Regions from separate parts of the Mus musculus genome. Here all the other regions are linked to region 3. A link is a contact called in public ChIA-PET and promoter capture Hi-C data. All regions are on one chromosome and are shown on one strand. Each heading gives the region's core, a stretch centred on a gene start, on an enhancer-like site or on the middle of the called end of the contact. The rest is flanking DNA. Distances are from core to core; before and after follow the strand shown. Region 1 has its middle 36 kb from the start of Gm32968. Region 2 overlaps Usp10 (ubiquitin specific peptidase 10). Region 3 holds the start of Zdhhc7 (zinc finger, DHHC domain containing 7).

What was found. Promoter capture Hi-C pulls out the DNA fragments that hold promoters and counts their contacts. ChIA-PET counts read pairs in DNA pulled down with a chosen protein or histone mark.
Region 1: a promoter capture Hi-C map of neural stem cells shows a contact between it and region 3. The contact joins the enhancer-like site here to the promoter of Zdhhc7 in region 3. A contact is called at or near these places in 2 of 39 promoter capture datasets (liver and neural stem cells), 2 of 484 Hi-C or Micro-C datasets (the N1E-115 cell line and nephron progenitors), 2 of 115 datasets of contacts at active chromatin or transcription factors (both in embryonic stem cells) and 1 of 9 other capture datasets (pancreatic islet).
Region 2: an RNA polymerase II ChIA-PET map of effector CD8 T cells shows a contact between it and region 3, with 27 read pairs. The contact joins the enhancer-like site here to the promoter of Zdhhc7 in region 3. A contact is called at or near these places in 10 of 39 promoter capture datasets (the 3T3-L1 cell line, 3T3-L1-derived adipocytes, the C10 cell line and 7 more), 1 of 15 datasets of contacts at CTCF or cohesin (CD8 T cells), 20 of 484 Hi-C or Micro-C datasets (the C2C12 cell line, CD8 T cells, the CH12 cell line and 16 more), 34 of 115 datasets of contacts at active chromatin or transcription factors (the 230-238 cell line, the HPC-7 cell line, the SCID.adh cell line and 26 more) and 3 of 9 other capture datasets (adipose tissue, liver and pancreatic islet).

What each region holds. Positions count from the first base shown.
Region 1 is chr8:120,289,357-120,293,908 of GRCm38.p6, forward strand. It overlaps a transcript of Gse1 not described here. Among named protein-coding and RNA genes, the nearest start is that of Gm32968, 36 kb to the right of the region's middle. RefSeq lists an enhancer at 2,656-4,552. Within about 2 kb of position 3,220, at least 75 of the 459 cell types and tissues checked have an H3K27ac peak or open chromatin away from gene starts, as enhancers often do. A contact at or near this core is called in the N1E-115 cell line, neural stem cells and pancreatic islet, where this site is marked.
Region 2 is chr8:119,944,377-119,948,708 of GRCm38.p6, forward strand. Usp10 (ubiquitin specific peptidase 10) reads left to right here. Exons shown (of 14, transcript NM_009462.2): 5 at 2,699-2,790; 6 at 3,325-3,434; 7 at 4,042-4,097; 8 at 4,303-4,332. Among named protein-coding and RNA genes, the nearest start is that of Usp10, 36 kb to the left of the region's middle. Within about 2 kb of position 2,090, at least 38 of the 459 cell types and tissues checked have an H3K27ac peak or open chromatin away from gene starts, as enhancers often do. A contact at or near this core is called in CD8 T cells, DN3 thymocytes, T-cell acute lymphoblastic leukemia and 2 more, where this site is marked.
Region 3 is chr8:120,099,269-120,103,299 of GRCm38.p6, forward strand. Zdhhc7 (zinc finger, DHHC domain containing 7) reads right to left here and starts at 2,204. Exons shown (of 8, transcript NM_133967.3): 1 at 1,824-2,204.

The DNA of each region.
Region 1 (4,552 bases), core at 1,970-4,469, 190 kb after region 3:
AGGGAAGCCGTGCCTTGAGATCACCTCGTTCTTGCATCATCCCCAGCCTGTTTGTTCTGGTTCTAAGTCAGCCATAGAACAGATGACAGGAGAAATTGCTACTCAGGCAGCAGGGCAGGTGGGTGGGTCAGATGCTGTGTGGTCAGAGAATCTGGGGGTGAGAGCCTGGTTGGGGACCATTGGTCTAGCCAGGGGGACGGCCTGATGGGTGGTTCTGGTGGTGGGACAGGCTGAACGGGGGAACTGGCCTGGAGGGGGTGGGAGATGAGCCTGGCTGGGCCCTGGGCCTGGCCCTAGAGCCAGTTACATTCAGGGCACACACTGTGACCTTGTCACACATAATGGCTGCCAAGACCAAGGGAAGGGACCATCCAGTCACAGCTGGAGGTAGCGGGGCATCTGGCTTGCTCTGCTCATCAGACTGTTTGCCATGAGCTGAGTCCCGTGTCCCCTGTTAACCCCAGGCTGAGTGAAGGGAGGGTAGGAGCAGCAGCCCCTGCAGCAGCTCTCCAGGGCCCCGCTGCCTTAGATCCAACACCGAGCAGATGGGCAGGGAGAGCGGGAGAGGCTGCAACAGTTGGTGGCTGCCAGCTCCCAGCGCAGCGGGAGTGAGAAGCCAGCCGGGATGGAGGGAGTGGCAGAAGCCCAGGCTCCTGTCAGCACCTCCCAAGGGCCTCTCAGCCCTTCCAGAGACCTGAGAGCCAAAGGCCTGAAGGTCTAGCACAGTGTACACTGGTGGGCGGAGCCCCACTGACCCGAGGACAATCCTCCTAGCCTTGGTCTCCTCTGGGGCTGGCATGATACCAACATTGCTTTTCCATCTTGTGTGACCTCAGGCTAGTCTCTGAGCTTATCTGTTCCCCTCCCCCCACCCAAAAGTTAGAAAGAAAAAAAAAAAGGCACCACCACCCTCCTTGCAAACACTCTGGGACTGCAGGGGCTTATCCTGGTGAAAGCTCTCAAAGGTAGAGGGTGTCACAGGTAAAAAATGATGTAGGCTCCTCCTGGAAGGGAGATCTGTCACCTCTAGGGGACTAGAACAACTGGCTTCAAGGAGAGAAACAGCCCACAGCTGGTTCCACCTCTGCATAGCCTAAGGCTCTGCATCTTCCATAGTGCCTACAAGCAGCCTGGAACCTGCAGGGATGCTGTGCACCTGGAGGAGCTCGCCAGCCCAACCGCACCTCTGTGTGCTCACCTGTGTGCTCAGCCCCGGCCTCTGTCCACCACTCACCCTCCTCTGGCCTCAGGGCAGGCTCACACCAGTCGATAAAGGTTTTCTTTTCAAGAGATTCCGGTCAGCAGAGGCCTCCAGCCACTGTGTGGCCGTGAGGGTTTATTTAAAATCTTTAGGAGTATTTGCAGTGCTAGGAGCAGAAGCCAAGGTGTCGCCCGCTGTGCTAGGCAAGCATCGCTCTGCTTAAATGACACGCGATGGCAAACCTCAGCTCTGAGTTGTACCGCTGAGTTTCAAGTGCCCCTTTATCCACGGGTGGCTGGCAGTGGTGGTGGCAACGGCTGCTGCCTTGGATAGTGCTGATCTAGAACAGTCTGCTGTTAACGGGCGTACTACTAGCTGGCTCCGCTCTTGGGCATGTAGGTCTTTGGTCTGGTGTGGGCAGGACAGGGGGAAGTCAGCGATGCAAGGCAGGTAGTTTCTATGTTAGTTTTAGAGTTTGAAAAGAGTGTTCTGGAACAGTCAGTGTTGGGAGCTTATTTGTGTTTTTTGTTTTTTGTTTGTTGTTTTGGTTTTTTTGTTTTTGTTTTTAAATCCAGGTCTCAGACACAGCACATGATGTGACTGGTTTTGTATGCATTTATAAGTTGGTTAGTATACTGACTGCTTTTGTGTGTCAACTTGACACAAGCTGGGTTATCACAGAGAAAGGAGCCTCCCTTGAGGAAATGCCTCCATTAGATCCAGCTGTAAGGCATTTTCTCAATTAGTGATCAAGGGGGGAGAGCCCCTTGTGGGTGGTACCATCCCTGGCCTGGTGGTCCTGGGTTCTATAAGAGAGCAAGGTGAGCAAGCCAGGAGAAGCAAGCCAGTAAAGAACATCCCTCCATGGCCTCTGCATCAGCTCCTGCTTCCTGACCTGCTTGAGTTCCAGTCCTGACTTTATTTGGTGATAAACAGCAGTGTGGAAAGTGTAAGCTGAATAAACCCTTTCCTCTCCAACTTGCTTCTTGGTCATGATGCAGGAATTGAAACCCTGACCAAGACAGTTAGTAAGCCTTAAAAGATGAACAAAATGGCGTCCCGGGCAAGCATCTTGTAGACTGTCTTCATCAATACAGAAGAAGAGACTGGAGTCAGGTCCTGTCCCTAAAGCGTCAGGAGCTGTCCTCTCCAGCCCCAGCTGGGCAGGGTAGCCATGGGTGCCCGGGGAACCGTGGGCCCTCCTCTCCTCCTGCGCCTCCTTTGCTTGGTTACAGAACAGATGGAGTGAGGGCCTTGGCTGAGGAGCTGGGCGCAATGTACATGGCGCAGCAGGGAGGCCTGGCCAGGAGCGAGGACTGCCTCAGCCACTTTAGGGAAGGGCAGAGAGACAGAGGTGGGCCTTAAGTTTGCTCCCCGGTCTCCCAGCAGGATGACCTGCAGTGGGATGCCTGTGACAGGAGCAGGGTCGTTTCTGTGGCCAGCAGTTCCCTGCTGTGATGACCTTGGAGCTAGGCACTAGATTCTTGAGTGGCCTCAGGTGACAACAAGGAAGGGCTCTTCCGTGGCCACTTCTTGGGCCTTCCTGGGCCACATGCCAGGAGGTAGAGCCTCCTGAGGCTCCGTGAAAGGGTATTCCTGGAGCCTGTTTGTACTCCATTTCTTAGAGTGACCCTCACCAAGGAAGGCTGGCCCTATAGGTAAAGAAGTGGGTTAGGCACCTTGGCTTCCAAGTAGGGAGGGATCCTAAGCCAACTCTTTCTCAACAAGGGAGTGAGTGGGGGCTGACCCGGGGGACAAAGGTAAAGTCACCCTACTTGGGTGACTGCCCTGTGGGGGCCCCACACTGCCCTTTAAGCACCTGCCCTTCATTAACACTCATGGGCCTGAGTCCCAACCCCACGTGGCCTGTGCCCAGCTGCCTGATCCTCTCCCGGAGGAACCCACGCCTGCTGTTCCATGCCCCCTCAACTCCTGCCAGCTGGCTGCTGTGTTGTTGCCATGGTGATCTTTGAGAATGTCAGTGGGTGCAGGTTCTCTTCATCTCTACAGGCCAGAGCCTCTTGTGGGAGGCCCATGGGTTGCCAGGCAGACGGGGAACTGTCAGAGGGTCAGAGATCCTAAGGCTCTGGAGCCCAGGCTGACTTTTGATTTGCTCTGGGGGGCTGCCAGGGCTCAGGGCCAAGAATGGGGGGGCAGGTGGCCAAGGAGTGGCCCTGGGGGCCAGGCCGGAGACCAGTGAGCAGCAGCAACTGGGGACAGGGTACCTGGGTAGCTAGGGTATCTTAGGGGACTTCATGACACTCTTCTGAGCAGCCTCACTGTGTGCTGAGCCTGCCCTACTATGAGCTGCGCTTTGTTCTACTGTGTGTTCTGTTCTGCCCAACTGTCTGGTACACCTGTGAGTTAGAGAGTCCCACAACTAAAGGCTGTGTCTCTACTGTGAAGAGACACAGATCTAACAGCAGCCAGTGAGGCACAGAGAGGGCAAGCAACTGGCTTGGTGCTGCAGCAAAGAAGGAGCCTTGTCTGGGGCTGTCTCACCGTGGAAGCATCTGGCATGGTCATCGTAGGATGAACAGTGACAGGGTATAAAAATGCAGGGCTGTGTGGTCCTGCTAGAAGTTATGTGGGTCCCACAGGAGATCCAGAGGTGGTTCTGGGGGTGACTCCAGCTCCCTATTGCGTATACAGTGACTGTCACCAGTGAAGGTGACAGGAGACTAGAGATGGTGAACCCCTGTAAGCACAGGACCAGGCTTTAGGAAGGGCTAGGCAACGCTGCTTTCTCAGGGTTGTGCCTGCAGAGGCTGAATGTCTTCCCACGCTAGGCCCACCCGCGGAAGAGCCACAGCAGCCCTCTGCCCCTCCAGGAGCACATGGGGCTGAAGCAGTCTTCTCATGGGCCTGATCACATGTGGCCGTAACCTTAAAGACCTTGCTTCTCAAGTCAAGCAGATCAACTCACCCGGCTTCTCCAGAAGGGGCGGGTTTCCACAGCAACAAGGTAACTAACCCACAGGGCCTTTGTGGTCTCCAGAGAGCTGCCTGGGCGCTGGATGCTAGCCTGTTCTCTGCTCTGCTTACCCGGTGCATACTGCAAAGATCTGTCCTGACATCCTGTGGTCATAGGGACTCAGGGCTATGGGCAGAAAGATATGGGGTTTCTGTGTCTGTTTATCTCAGGAGTGTCTGTGATCAGGCCTCCTGCTGCAAAATGAAAAGGAGGTGAGGCCTGGCCTGCATCCTCAGGGAGAATCAGCCAAGGGTAAGCATAGCCTGGGGTATCCACCTAAGAAGTCACTCTTGCTGGAGATTCCTGATGCCCTCATAGTGACAGTCACCTCCTCCCCTTTACAGGCTCGAGGCTCAGCAAGTGAGAGACCTGCCCGT
Region 2 (4,332 bases), core at 840-3,339, 160 kb before region 3:
TTCTCCAGCCCCAAGAACAATGGAGTAATTTTTAGGGAAAGAAAAACCTAGGTCTCTCTTCTCTACCTGCCTGTAAAGAGTTACCCTGCACTTGAGAATTCTACCAGAAGGCAGCAGTTTGAGCACTGCTTGCAGCAGTTGTCTGTCCTGTCTGCTGCACTGTCTGTGTCCCAGGTCTGCTTGCGTGCAGGTTTTGAACAGACCACTGGGTGGCGCTAAGAGACAGGCTCACTATCTTGGAAAATGGAACCTGCTGGTTCTAGAAGAGGACCATGCAGAAATGAGCCTTGAACATGTGGTTTCCCAGTTGGGAAGGAGTTGATTAGAGCTGGCTTCAGATTGGATTGCATTCTCCTGTGTCACCTGTGGGAGCCCCCAGGCTGTTGAGGTCACTCTGGTCCACAGAGGTTTGTTCTAGGGCTTAGCGCAACCCGCTTACCCAATTCCCTTTTGAAAAGGAATTAGCTCTGTCACATGTGGTGCTGGGTTCTTTTTTACACTGATGCAGCACACCCACACCACTAGTCTTACGGTGTGTGTGTTTTCACGTATGTGTGAGTGGGTGTGCATGCTTGCCAAAGGCATCTCGTGGTGTCAGAGTCAGCTTTTAGGGAGCAAGGTCTTACTTTCACCTATCTTGTCTTTAAAGCAGTGTCTTTTGTTTCTGCCACTTCACTGCATACTGTACCCAGGTCAGGTACCCACAAATTTGGGGAGATTCTCGCCTTAGCCTGCAGTCTCTCTGTAGCCCTGGAACTAACTTGCTGTGTAGTGATCATGAACTCCTGATGCCCACCGTTGCCTCCGAAGTGCCGGGATTACAGGCAAGCGTCATCACATAGGTCTCTCATTTTTTAAAAATGTGGCCCAGTCAGTGCCCGTGCCAAAGCAGGTGTGAATATCATGGTACCCCACCCCTTCCGACCTTCAACTGACGCAAGAAGGCTTTGCCTTCACTAGGAAAACAGAATTTTCTCCGCCCATGTGGCTCTAACTCCTGGGCCAGGCATCCCACTGAGCAGTGTACACTGGCTTCCACCTTCTTACCCAGATCTCTGGCTTGCTTCTTCATATTGATACCATTAGTCTGCACCCTGAACCTGAAGGTTGTGCGTGACCGTGGGAGTATTGGGACTGCAGCACGCTGATACCTATGTGTAAGTCGCCATTCAGTGTTCATACTTCCTGCTGTCCTTTATGTTACTCCGGATAGACAGACACCTTTCCCCCACTGCCTATTTTCTGATGTCTGCGCCTCCAGTCATCTAGCTGTTCTCTTGGTATATCTGTAGGTGAAGCATACTCCCCAGACTCTTTTACAGTCTGTGGTGCTGTCCGGGACAGTGAGCCCTTCATTACCTGTCTGAGCTGGCCTGGAGCGGGGCTAGTTGCAGGCTTGGGTGCACGCGGGATGCATTAGCTGTTCTTACAGAGGTCAGCCATGGTAGGAAGACCTAGCTTCTAATTCTGTAAAAGCTTGCCACACCGTTGATGGCTGCTGTAGAGCCTGTGGTGTTGCTTTGGGGTGTGTTTTTGTTTGAACACACAGGTTTGGAGGTTACTGTGATCATTGCTGTACTATGGATCCTTGTTTAGCCCAAGAACAGGTGGCAGAAGGCAGTGGGAGGGGGAAAGAGGGCGTCCCGCCTTACATAATATTTAAAAACATTTCTTCCTTAGACTTATTTGTTCCTTCTGTGCTTGCAAGCATGTTTGTGTGTATGTACAAGTGTGTGTGCTTGTGAGGTCAGGCTGTGGAAGTTGGTTGTGTTTCTACCACAAGGGGCTGTGAACTCAGATCATCAGGCCTGGCAGCAAGTGCTAGGAACGGCTGAGCCCACCAGGTAGACCCACAGTTGTATCTGGCTCAGTGCTGTGACTTCAGTTTTCTCATCTGTAAGAGGAGGTGTCAGAGTCCCTTTTTGGCAGAGTTATGACTATGCAGTTGAGTGTTACTGGACAGCTCCAGGACTGGTGGGAGCTGTCAGCATGCGTCTTCCTGTCTTAGATCTGCACACCTTTCACTAAGGGGCTGCTCTCAGTGGCTGTGTCTGGTGCTTCTCTGGAGCCTGTAATGGTTTAGTTTCTCAGATAAAGTGATCTATGGGAGCCACATCAAGCCACCCACTGTGCTTCCTCAGCTTACAGCTTTCTTAAAGCTGTAAAAAAGTGGTTTCCGGGGTGTCAGGAGAGAAGCCCCACCCACTTCTGAATGGAGTGAGGAGTTAGTGGACCAATGGCTGATCTCACTTCCATGATTGGCAGGAGCTGCTGCTGTCACTTAATACTCGGCCATTGAGCGCCCACTGTGGTCTGCCGGGTTTTCTGGGAGCCCGGTGGCACACTCCTGCCCCACAGTCCCTTTGAAGCTGGTATCCAGAGGACTTAGCAGCTGGTGAAGCATGCTGTCAGCCTTGGTGGGGATGCCAGTGTCTTCCACCTCCGCTCTCTGCTGCTAGCTATTGTGTCGGTGTCTCTGGCCATGGAGCGTCCTAGTGTAAACTGAGAGGATAACTGTAAATGTTGATGTTCAAGACAACTGCCCCCCACCCCTGCACCCCAACTTAGTAACAAAGCGGTGCTAAGTGAAGGCTTTCGGAGGACACGCTCTTCTGAAGGACTCTCAGCACTTCAGAAACGCCGTGCATGGATTCTGACTGCAATGTTAATGTCTTCATTTGCTTCTTCACTCTTGCAGAGTTATTGGAGACTGTAACCCTAATACATAAGCCAGTGTCATTGCAACCCCGTGGGCTGATCAATAAAGGAAACTGGTGCTACATTAATGCCGTATCCTTCCTGGCTGCCAACCCTGCGCCTGGCCACCATGCCCACTCTCCCGTCTGGGTGTGTTTGATTGCCGCAGCGTCCCCAGGGCTGCCGGCCTGCGCTCTGAGCACGGAGACTGGGCCATCACTCTGCCTGCCTCATGGTCGGTGGTACTCTGGAGCCTCTCCGCCCTCTGTCCGAGGATTGATCTGTTGGCTTATGAAGGGTAGAGTCGGGCATGTTCTATTCTCATTGGAGTGGTGGTAGACAGTAGGACAGAATGGCCGCGTAGAACTAGAGGCTTTGCTCTAACTAGTGGGAGTGTTTTGTTCAGCTAGCTAGGCTCTTGAGTGTCCTGCAGCCGGCCGACAGAGAGAGGATCCTTACATGGCCTTTACAAGGCAGCTGTCTTCTCATGTGGTTTACTCCTCTTTGTGTTTACATATCCACGTAGCTGAGTGTCCTTGGCTTATCTTTTTTTTTTTTTTACGTGCCTTTTAGAAAAGTTCCTCTGTGTCTGTTTCATTTCCTTTACACTTCCTTACCGACATTTAGACCCTGCAGGCATTGGTGGCTTGCCCTCCGATGTATCACCTGATGAAGTTCATTCCTCTGTACTCAAAAGTGCAGCGGCCTTGCACATCAACGCCCATGATAGATAGCTTGTAAGTAAAGCGCTCGCACACGTGCCAGTGGTCGGGGGCTCTCCCTGCGGTGATGGGAACGAGCGGTTTGGCCGAGCAGGTGCTCCCGGGGCTGACGCCAGCTCTCAGTTCTTGATTTGCTACAGACGAGTGCTCCACCATCTCCCCCGCCCTGCTCTTAAGTTCATGTGAATGCGTGCTTTGCCTGCATACATGTAAGGGCACATGCCACGTGTGGGCAGTGGCGGTCAGAAGACTTTGGACCCCCTGAACCTGGAATTACAGCTACTTGTGAGCTGGCAGTGGGTATTGAGAACTGAACCCTGGTCCCTTGTAAGAGCAACAAGTCTCTGAACTCCAGCCTCTGGAATTCTCCTTTAAAGGGAGATGTTGTTGGGATTTTCTATGGAAGTTGATGTGGAATATAACTGGAGAGTTTGCTGCCCTTCAGATTCCGTAGGAAACCCCGTACTGTTTACCAGCTTAAAATGCCATCTGGAAATGGTCCCATAACATGTGTAGATTTTAACATAAGAGCTCCTGGGTGCTGTTCTAGCTGCTGGTTAATGTGCCACCGTGCCCAGGCCTGCTCCTAACGTGAGTTCTGCTTTGCTCTTTCTCCATCTAGTGTTCGGCTCATGAATGAGTTCACTAACATGCCAGTGCCTCCCAAACCCCGCCAAGGTGAGTCAGAGCTCGCGCCGGGATAGGCGCCTTGTCACTGGGGACACGGAGCGAGGGGGTGGCGTGTGGTGAATGTGTGGTCTTACTGAAAAAAGTGTCTATTTAAACCAAGGTGTTTTCCCCGTGTGATGGGAGTTTGGGTGGATTTGCTTTCACCTCTCTGTGGTCTCTTTACTTACCAGAATCTTCTGTTTTTTTCTTGCAGCTCTCGGGGATAAAATCGTGAGAGATATCC
Region 3 (4,031 bases), core at 954-3,453:
TAGCCCTGGCTGTCCTGGCACTCACTCTGTAGACCAGGCTGGCCTTGAACTTAGAGATCTGCCTGCCTCGGCCTCCCAGGTGTTGGAATTAAAGGCATGTGCCACCACCGCCCAGCACATATGTTACTTCAATAATCAAAACATTACTTTGAAGAAATATTCCTCAAAAGCTGCCTCTAGTAAATCATTACGTGTCACTGCTCGGCAGGTACCGAAGCTAGGAAGCTCTGGGGTGATGAAAAACCACTTCCAATGCACCCAAGAGGTCCCTTTTGTAGGGACTGACTTCGTCTCCTTTCCGCAGGTGAAGAAAGAGCAATCATACTGTCTTATATCACTGACACTCAAGTGAGAAAGTAATAATTTCAATGAGAGTACACAATCTTGCCTGTCCTTTCACTTCACATACACTTCTGAACTGAGGACCACCCCATTAGCTTGGGTCCTTTCCCATCTTGTTTTGCTTTGCTTGGGGTAGGTCCGAACTTTCAATCCTCTCACCTCTACCTCTTGGATGCTGGGGCTATACCTGCCTTCTCTTCCATTCTTAAAAAGGGCTTGATTTTAAGGCATGATGAGCAGCAAAGCCACAGAGTTCTAATTTGTTTGTTTGTTGTTGTTGTTTTGAGACATGGTTTCTCTGTGTTGCCCTCACTGTCCTGGAACTCACTCTGTAGAACAGGCTGGCCTTGAACTCAGAAATCCTCCTGTCTCTGCCTCCCAAATGCTGGGATTAAAGGTGTGCACCCATTACATCCAGCTTAGAGTTTTATTTTTAAGTATATCAACCGACCAAGCGCCCAGACACTCAAGAGTCAAGTGCTGTTGAACAAATTCTGAGTGAAATTATCTCTTCACTTTTTCCCACTCTCAGCCCAGAAGCCAGTAACTCCTTACCAGTAACTCCACAGAGTACACAACACAGTTTCAACACCCCCAACCTGTCTATTTTGTGCAACGTTCAAAAAATGAAATTAACACTCCCATTAGCCCATTTTGTAAAATACCTCCAAGAACCTTTCTCTTTAACCACTTCTGCAGGGGCAAGTATCACAAGGTATCTTTTTTTGTTGTTGTTTCTAAATGTAGCATGAATTAAGTGAAAGTTATAAACAACTTTGGAAAGATCAGAGTGGTGTGCTGGGCAGATTTACCAAGAAATATAAATGACCTCTCTCCCAAGGCAGTAAAATAAACACAAGTGTACTCCCTCACTAAGGGGACTGATTGCAAAGCAGACTGTAGCTTGGATTTGGACAGCGCCACACACACCAGTGAAAGCCGCTACAGTGCAGACTGCTGCAACTATGACTACTCCAATTTAATTGCCACAATAAACTGGCTGTTCACGAGCTAATAAAATGTGCCTATTTAATAGCTAGAAGGGACTTAGTTCTAGAAATAATGACAGCTCAATAGAGTTGAACCTTATTGCCCTGAAAGCTGACCCGATTATCCCAGATGCCCTTCCGGGTAACTACCCTCCTAACACCATGGCCAGGGGCAGGGGGGAAGAGAAGGGAGACCGGCAAAGAACAGAAGAGTCCCGCTAAAGAGAGACAACAGAGGCCTTGGGAAGACAGACCTGCGACGAAGCATGACCATAAAAAAACTTGACAGCTCGCAGACCGGTGACAGCACTTTATGACAGCCACCCTGACGTTAGCTCTGGAGCGCCCAAGGTCAGGCAAAAGGCTGCAGGTGCAAATGGGGCTCGATCCTGCGGGGTCCGCAGAGGAGACTGGAGAGCCCCCGAGGGGACCGCAGCGCGGAGGCGGCGGGGAGCCGCCCGGGGTCGCGGCCGCCGCTCTCCCCGCACTCACCCGAGGCCCGGGCGGGGTCGCCCAGTGCTGAGGCTCCTGGTGGCCGGCGGCTGCAACGGCGCGGGCGGCGACGCATCATGCGGCAGCGCTCATGGCCGGGCCGGGTGGACCCGGATCCGGCTCGGTTCCGCGCTGCTCGGGCCGGCCGGGCCGGTGGGCGAGAGGCAGCAGCCCCAGCAGAAGCGGGAGCCCGACGCCGAACTGGCACAGCCGAGCCGAACGACCCCGGAACTGGACCAGGCCGAGGTCAAGACGCTGCGCCTGCGTCCTTCCGGTCGCGCCGCCCGGGGCTTCCGGGAGGCGGATCGCGGGGAGGCTCTGGCGATTTCATCCAAGACCGGGCTTCCAAGAACTCGGCGGTTCTTGGAGGAGAGGCAGCAGCATCTACGGCAAGACTACTAAACGGAGATCCCCCGGGAAGGGTGGCCCGGAAGAGAAATCAGTGCCTACGGGGCGCCGCGAGGGCCACGCCGCGTTGCCGTTCGAGAGCACTCGATAAGGCTTCCCGCCGCACCATACATAGATGAAGTTTGTGGCGACTCCGATTCTCTTTTTAAGGATGTCGGTGCCAGGTGGAGGAGGGAGAACTACGGAGATGAAGGATAGAGGCGCGGGGGTGGAAGCAACTGAGCCAGAGGGCGTTTGGGAGCCCGAGGCAGCGCCCTGGACCGGAGATGGGACTCCTGGGTCCAGGCTTGCACACCTCCATGCCCAGGTCGCTGGAGCGTCGCTGCGACCCCTTCCTGATGACCGGCCAGAGTTTTGCGGAGGTAGAAACGAGTGTTTTTATAACCTTCACCCGTCCCCTGCCTCTTGAGTCCCCTGACAGACTTAGCACAATTTGTCCAGGGCAGAGAAGTGTTTGGTAGTTAAACTGGCAAACGCAAGGTGTGCTGTGATACTAAAAAGGGCTATAATGACAGCTCCGGGATCTAGCCCATTGGGGTACGCACGCCATCTTCGCTGGGTTTCCTGTCCCCGCGCCCAGAAACTGCTATTCGAGCCAGATTTTTGGAAATAAGGGTGCATTAGATTAACTGCTCCAAAATTACAGCTTTTAAGTTTAGGCATGGAAGTGCACGCCTAAGTCCCAGCACTCAGGAGGCTGAGGCAGGAGGATTCGGAGTTCGAGACCACTCTAGACTATATAGTAATGCCATCTTGAAAAAAAAAAAAGCATCTTTTGGGTTTGAAAAATTATGGTTACATCTTTTTAATCTTATTTAATTCTTTCTTTAATTCTTATGTCTGTGGGTGTTCTGCCCGCATATATATATCTGTGTACCACGTGCATGCTCGAGGAGGGCATTTAGATACCCTGGAACTGGCGTAAGCAGTTTTGAGTTGGCTTATGGGTGCTAAGAAACCAAACCTAGGTTTTCTGGAAGGACCACCTCTAAGCAGACTCGCAGGCTCTGTAGCCCCTTTTGTGGTTACGTCTTGTGCATCCATATACTCACTATGGTACCAACCTTTCAGGTGCCTCTTGTTTGGCCTGCCCTAGGTAGCTATTTCCTCAGGATGGAAAGCGGGGCTCAGGACACCCATAAGACCCGGGAGGTCTTGTGGATCATGTAAGGAGTACACTGTTGCTGGTTAGAGGAGACTTTCTGGAGCCTTGCAGGCTGTGTCATGAGCATGTTTTCCCATGCTAGGGTGGACTTCTCAGTGTTGGCAATGCCTCAGTTACCCATACACCTCTAAATAGCCATGCACTTGTAGGTAACCCCGATGAGCTTAGCAGTTCACTGAGGCGGACCTGAATGGAATTGAGGCAGAATAGAAAGACAGGGACTTCAAGGACCCTGGGAACAGAAAAAAGCCCTCACCCTGACCTTTCTTGCTCGCTGAGAGTTAAGAAACCAGCAAGATTGATAAAGGCAGTATTGCCTCCAGAGACAGTGTGTTTTCCTCAAGACAACACAAACAGGATGTTAAAAACAGGAAATAAATTGTGCACACTCACGGTCAGATTGTTTGTGCGGATCTAGCTTAGCTAAATAATAAAAGCACCTTACTCAGCAAGAGACCCTGTCTTGAAAAATCCCCCATCCCTTGAGGACCTCTGGCCTTGGAGTACCCAGGCAGACATACAAATGCACACACACACACATACACACACACACAAGAATAAAATATAAGCTTGACTTGGAGATGGCTGGAGAGGTGGCTCTGTAATTAATAGCACTTGCTGCTTTTGCAGAGGAC